2 separate regions of the Gossypium arboreum genome follow, and region 2 is linked to region 1. Evidence: chromatin contacts called from public Hi-C data. All regions are on one chromosome and are shown on one strand. Each heading gives the region's core, a stretch centred on a gene start, on an enhancer-like site or on the middle of the called end of the contact. The rest is flanking DNA. Distances are from core to core; before and after follow the strand shown. Region 1 holds the start of LOC108467106 (sulfated surface glycoprotein 185). Region 2 holds the start of LOC108466956 (rhamnogalacturonan I rhamnosyltransferase 1).

Region 1 (3,005 bases), core at 255-2,754:
CAAACAGTTGATGTTCTTTCTATTACAACAAAGTCTGCAATCTGAGTATCACCATTACAGATCCTTTAATGGCTATATAATTGTCAAATCCCCATATAACAATGGTTTAAGATACTATGAGCTAAGCTGTAAACAAAAATATTGTTTCTTAGGATGAAAAAAAGATTATATATAAAAGCACGTCCAAAATTGTAACGTAAATCCTGGAATCGAATACTCCAGGATTGAATTTATTATACTACAATCATTGTGTCACAGGGATTGTTATTGGGAATTGGCGCTAAAAACAAATTACATTACTATATTATTGGAGAATTATACATGGAGGAATGCTACTATATGTATTTAATCAAGGAGAAGATTTCGATGGGGGCACACCTGGGAAGGGGGGTACAGGAAGGAAAGGGAATGGTGGAAGAGGAAATGGGAAGTCTGGTGGTGGAGACGGGGACGATGGTGGGGGAGTTAGTCCTGGAACAGGCGGCAAGGATGGTGCTGCAGGTGCTGGAGGAGGCTGCAATGGGTCTGGAACTAGTGGAGCTGGTGGAGGCTGCAATGGGTTTGGAACTAGTGGAGCTGGTGGCGGCTGAAATGGGTTTGGAGGGAGCGCTGGGGGTGGCAGAAGCGGGTTTGGAGGAAGAATGGGCGGCGGCAGAAGTGGGTTTGGAGGAAGAATGGGCGGCGGAAGAAGCTGGTTGGGATGAACACTTGGTTTTTGGCTGCATAAGGTTGGTTGTTTGAATGGCTTGAAGGTGAAAAACCCAGCTGAGAAAACATGGGTTCCTTGCTTCATTGACTTGAGATGGAGTGAAGAGGAAGTAGCAGATGAGGCCACTGCACAATATGGCTCACTGCTTTTAATCAGTTTAACTTCACATCCCTCGATTTTCTTCACATGTTTGCTCACTGAAAAAGGCAAATGAACCTTGAATTCCCCATGCCTGTTGGTTTTCACTTGTTGCCTAAAGCTTGCCCTTGAGCTCTTCCCATCTTTGCATTCCACTGCAACAGTTGCACCTGCAGAAAAAAAAGGAAAACTTGCATCAACTGAGAAAAGAGAAGATGGAGTTTGGGATTCAATTTAAAACCTGAAATGAAATGGGTTGGCCTTGAGATGTCAGACTGGAAACATGTATCACAGTACACAGTTCCAACAACAACAGCAGATTGCTGTTGCTGATATCCATGGCTACCCTCTGAGTAACAATTAAAAATGATGAAACAAAGCAGCAATGTAAAGAAAAACCCAGACATTATTTCAAACTCTGTTATCCTTACTGGAACAGCTCTCAATAAGGATATGTTGTTTATAACTTTATATACTGTTGTTGTTTAACCTTTATGTGGTTCATGCAAAAACCAGCCAACTGCATTAAATTGAAGCCGTGAATATAGGTTTATTTCCCACAATCAAACAGCTCAAAAGGGTAATTTGCAGATGTGTGAATTGAAAGCTCTCCTAGAACCAAAACAAAAGTAACATTCCTTTTAACACAGTTGATTTTGTTACGTTGTTGCAGTGGTAGTAGTAAAACTTTTTTTCAACTTTTTTGTAATTTGGTCCCCCTTTTGGTTCACGAGACCTCTTAGAGTAGCCACAATATAAGTCCATGTGTCTCTCCCCAAATGCCATTTCTGTCAACTTGAAAAGGATATTGTGATTTTGCTCTTCAAATTCCAACAGAACCGCCAACATGCTATGCTGTTGTAGGCCGTGTAGCTCTTACTTTCATAATCTATCTCGGTAAATCGTGTATTATTTCCATGTCATAAATTATATCTAAAGTTATCGAATAAGTTCACAACTTTGCGGTGCAATCAGAGACATCCTCTGAGGAGGAGAAGGAAAAAACATTACTTTGAGTTCAATTTTCGATGAGATAATCATTAATTCATTTACGTACGAAACTAAGTTCTTGGAACTGGCCGACAAAGCGGTTAAATCTTTTAGATGAATGATGCAATTAATCTCTTACAAAAGAATAAAAAATATTGTAATAATTAAACTTTAAGCTTTATAAATAAATTAACTAATGAGGATATACAATGAAGCTTTAATAGGGTCAGTTTTATTAATTAATTTTTTCTTAAACGAGCTTATACAATCTTTTTAGTATGCACCAACATAATATTTTCAGTCAAAAAAGATGCATTAAAATATCTCTTATCTCTCTATCTCCATATTACATATAAATTATAGTAACAAGTAAAGACTTTCCTTTAAGTTTTAATATCATTCAAGTTAACTTTTGTCTATAAATTTTCATAATTTTATAAATGGACTAAAGTTATAAAATCGATTGTCACACTTTTCTTAAAAAATTACACTAAAAAGTGAAAAATCTTAATAAAATACTGAAATAAAAAAATAATTCAGAAAAATTTATATAAATAGAGAAATTATAAATTAATGGTAGGGTGATATGACATTTTACCATCCAAAAGAATCAATATGTTGGTGGGTATAATTATTTTAGTTTTAATAAGTGAAATATAACATATTACTATATACTTCATAATAGACATATAATAAAGACAATTCAAGTAACGTATTTGAAGATCACGGGTGCAAAGAAAGTTCGAGTAGTTATTAAATGAAGGTTGTCATTATCTTGTTGGATTTTTTATGTGGGCGGGATAAAAATCCAATATGTGTTCCTCATTTTTATCTTATCATCGCTCGACATTCTCACCCTCACAATTATAGGAATTTATGAAAAAAATCATTCAGTAATTAAATATATTAAAATTAATTCAATCAAGCTTTTAATTTAATTGTATCAATTTTCGGTTTAATAGATTTGATACAGATAACATTATTGCTTGACATTGATATATAATATGATATTATGAGTTGATAAGTTGAATGATATTATGCTAAGCTTTAGTTCAGATATTAAGATTGAGAAATTAAGAATTATTTCTTAAATTATGTGTAATTATATGCATAAATTTTTGAGTATGTTATGTATAGTTGTTATATATGTGTTTTAATTTAGTTTATT
Region 2 (3,005 bases), core at 263-2,762, 170 kb before region 1:
ACAAACACCAAATATTGACGAAATGGCGATTAATTAAAATCAATCATTGCATACTCAAGAAATTGCAAACAAAAAGAAAGGAACTTTTGAGAACTTACTTTTTGGTGGAAGAATGAGTTTTGGTGGTATAGAAGACAATTCAGGAGCAACCAAAGGCAACTCAGAAGTAGAATGAGTGAAACAAGAAGGCCAGCCTTTGAGCAACTTGGGACCAAAAATTTCGCCTAATGTCATCAAATGAGCAAAGCATGTCCATATCAAAATTGTGGTTAATGCCCTTATCATCCATAGCTTCATTCTAGACCTTGAAACCATTGAATTCTTTAACTTCTCCACTTTCCCTTCCCCAAACATCTTAATTTTCATTTCCCACTGTTTCCTGTAATCACACTTTCCACTTGTCTCCTCTACTCTGCACATTGTAAATTACCCCTTTTCACCTCAAACTTCACCCCCGCTTGATCCAAATCTTCAGCCTTTTTTAATCAATTATAATGCCAAAAAAAAAAAAAAACCTCTGAAATTTTGGGTTTTCTTTTCCCAAGATATGGTGATTTCTGAAAATTTTAATAAACTTAACCACCAACTCCTTGAACCTCTAAACTTCCCTTGTAACCAAACTTTTGAATTAAGATAATAACAAAAACCTTAGCCAGAAACAACAGCTCCACCAAGCTTACCAAAAGCAAAACTAAAGCTTAAAAAAGACAAACCCAGATTTAAAAAACTTTGTAACCAAACTTTTGAATTAAGATAATAACAAAAACCTTAGCCAGAAACAACAGCTCCACCAAGCTTACCAAAAGCAAAACTAAAGCTTAAAAAAGACAAACCCAGATTTAAAAAACTTACTTTTTTTTGGCCAAAACCCCGTAAACTCTCAACATACATTATCCAAATATGCAAAACCCAGAATTCTTATGATTCGGTTTCAACTAAATCTCCACTAACTACTCCCCAGAAAAGCCTTCTTTTCAAAATGATCCAAAAAAAAAAAAAAGAACCAAGTTCCTTTAGCTTATAAACAGAATGCTGAAAAGGGAAAAGCCTCAATTGAGGTTCATTCTCTTTTTCCGGTGAAACTTCCCGACCAGATCCCGGCGAGGTCGACGCCGGTGAACTGCTCAGAAAAGAAAACCAAAGTTGTGAGCTTGAGAGAGAGAGAGAGTGAGAGAGGGATAAAAAAAGTGAGAGCTTTGAGTTGTGGTTTGATAGAAGGGAAAGAAAAAGGTTAAAAGCCTGCAATTAAGGCATTAATGTGTTGGGATTTCTTTTGCTGTTAAGGAGTTGGAGGATCTTCACTGCAGCTGTTGATAATTGAGGAAACTAATAAAACCTGGTAATTCTGTCAATTATAATATTTCATCATAAAATAAGGAAAATAATTAGCTGTAACATTAAACAAAGATAACAAAACGAGCATTTTCAGTTCCTTTTAGTTTTCTTTCTTTTTTCTTTTTAATTAAATTTTCTATTATTAAAAAAACAAAATCATCCGCGAAATCAAACCTCAATTTGTTTCAAAATGTCGGCGTATTATACACTTCATAGATGTTATAAAACGTTAGGGTTAATTCCACTGCTGGTCCCCAAACTATGACCTAAATTATAAGTTAATCTTTAAACTTCAAAATATTTTAATTTAATCTTTAAAATATAATATCATATTAGCCTATCCATTAGTTTGGATGTTAAATTTTAGTGTTGACATAATTCAATCAAATTTTAACCACGTTTTGATCAGTGTGTTAAAAAATTACTACTAAATTTTAATGATATTGTTTGTTTTTTTAGGGATATTAAATATTTTAACCTTCCAACTTTACAAATATATACATATATATATTAGTCATTTATTTAAATTTTCACCTCTTTTAATCCTTAGAATTTACAATGTTTATCAAATCACCTCAAAATGTATGAAAAATTAATATTTGTTAACTTTGTTAATGTGACATACACATGGATCACCAAATGTATACGATGTAAGCAAATAACTAATTTTAAAAAAAATAATTTTTTAAAAATAATTTTTTACATTTTTTATTTTTAAATGTTAAAACTTAATTTATTGTTGATATGACATCTACGTTTATGTCACAACACTTAACTTTTCATAATTTTGGGGTAATTTGCAAACAAACAACGCAAATTTAAAAGCTAAAAAAGGTGAAAAATTAAATGGAGGGTTAAAATGATTTTTTTTAGGTAAAGTTGGAATGACAAATAAATCATTCTGGTTTTTTTTAATATGCTAAATCCAAACTATCCCTACAGTTAGCAGTGCTCAAACAGTTGGTTCGGTTATTAGTCAAATTACCCAAAATGTAAAAATCTTTAACTACTAATCGAACCAATTTTTTTTCAAATGCATTAACCCAACCGAAATATTTCGGTTAATTTAGTCTGTTAATCAAATTAATCGAAATTTATATGTTTTTATTTTTGGTTAAAATAAGTATAAAACATATAAAAAGACATTGTTAATGTTAATTTTTTAATAGTTCAAAAATATATTATATATATTATTTATTTTGATTAATAAAAAATAAATGTTTAAAAATAAATTGTTAATATAAATTATATATTATATAATATATTATTTATTTGGATTAATTTGGTTAATTACCCGATTTGAACGAAATAACCGATAATCAAAATTTCAAAAAATCATTAACCGATTTTCAACCGAATTAAATTCGACCACCCACCGGTTAACCAAATTAAATCGGTTCGGTTGATTAATTCAATTTTAACCGAACAATGAACAGCCCTGCCTACAGTAAATATACAAGTACTTAAAATTTGATCAATGTATTTTAAATTTGTTTCGTATTAGACTTAAAATAACATTTGACGTCAAAATTGAAGAATCTAATTGATACAAAAATAATACTTTAAAAACTCAATTACAATGTTTTAAAATCTAAATAATAATTTACAACCGTTTGCTACCATAAACCCTAGAAGTTAAATTTTGCATATGGCTTGCACAGACACATTAA

What was found. A called contact is a pair of places that touch in the nucleus more often than the background predicts.
Region 2: a contact with region 1 is called in a Hi-C map of leaf, with 2.4 times the contacts expected there. The contact joins the promoter of LOC108466956 here to the promoter of LOC108467106 in region 1. A contact is called at or near these places in 2 of 5 Hi-C or Micro-C datasets (both in leaf).

What each region holds. Positions count from the first base shown.
Region 1 is chr7:17,618,556-17,621,560 of ASM2569848v2, reverse strand. LOC108467106 (sulfated surface glycoprotein 185) reads right to left here and starts at 1,504. Exons shown (of 2, transcript XM_017767620.2): 1 at 1,089-1,504; 2 at 190-1,017. The coding sequence starts at 1,254. The coding sequence ends at 350.
Region 2 is chr7:17,789,713-17,792,717 of ASM2569848v2, reverse strand. LOC108466956 (rhamnogalacturonan I rhamnosyltransferase 1) reads right to left here and starts at 1,512. Exons shown (of 8, transcript XM_017767401.2): 1 at 99-1,512. The coding sequence starts at 420.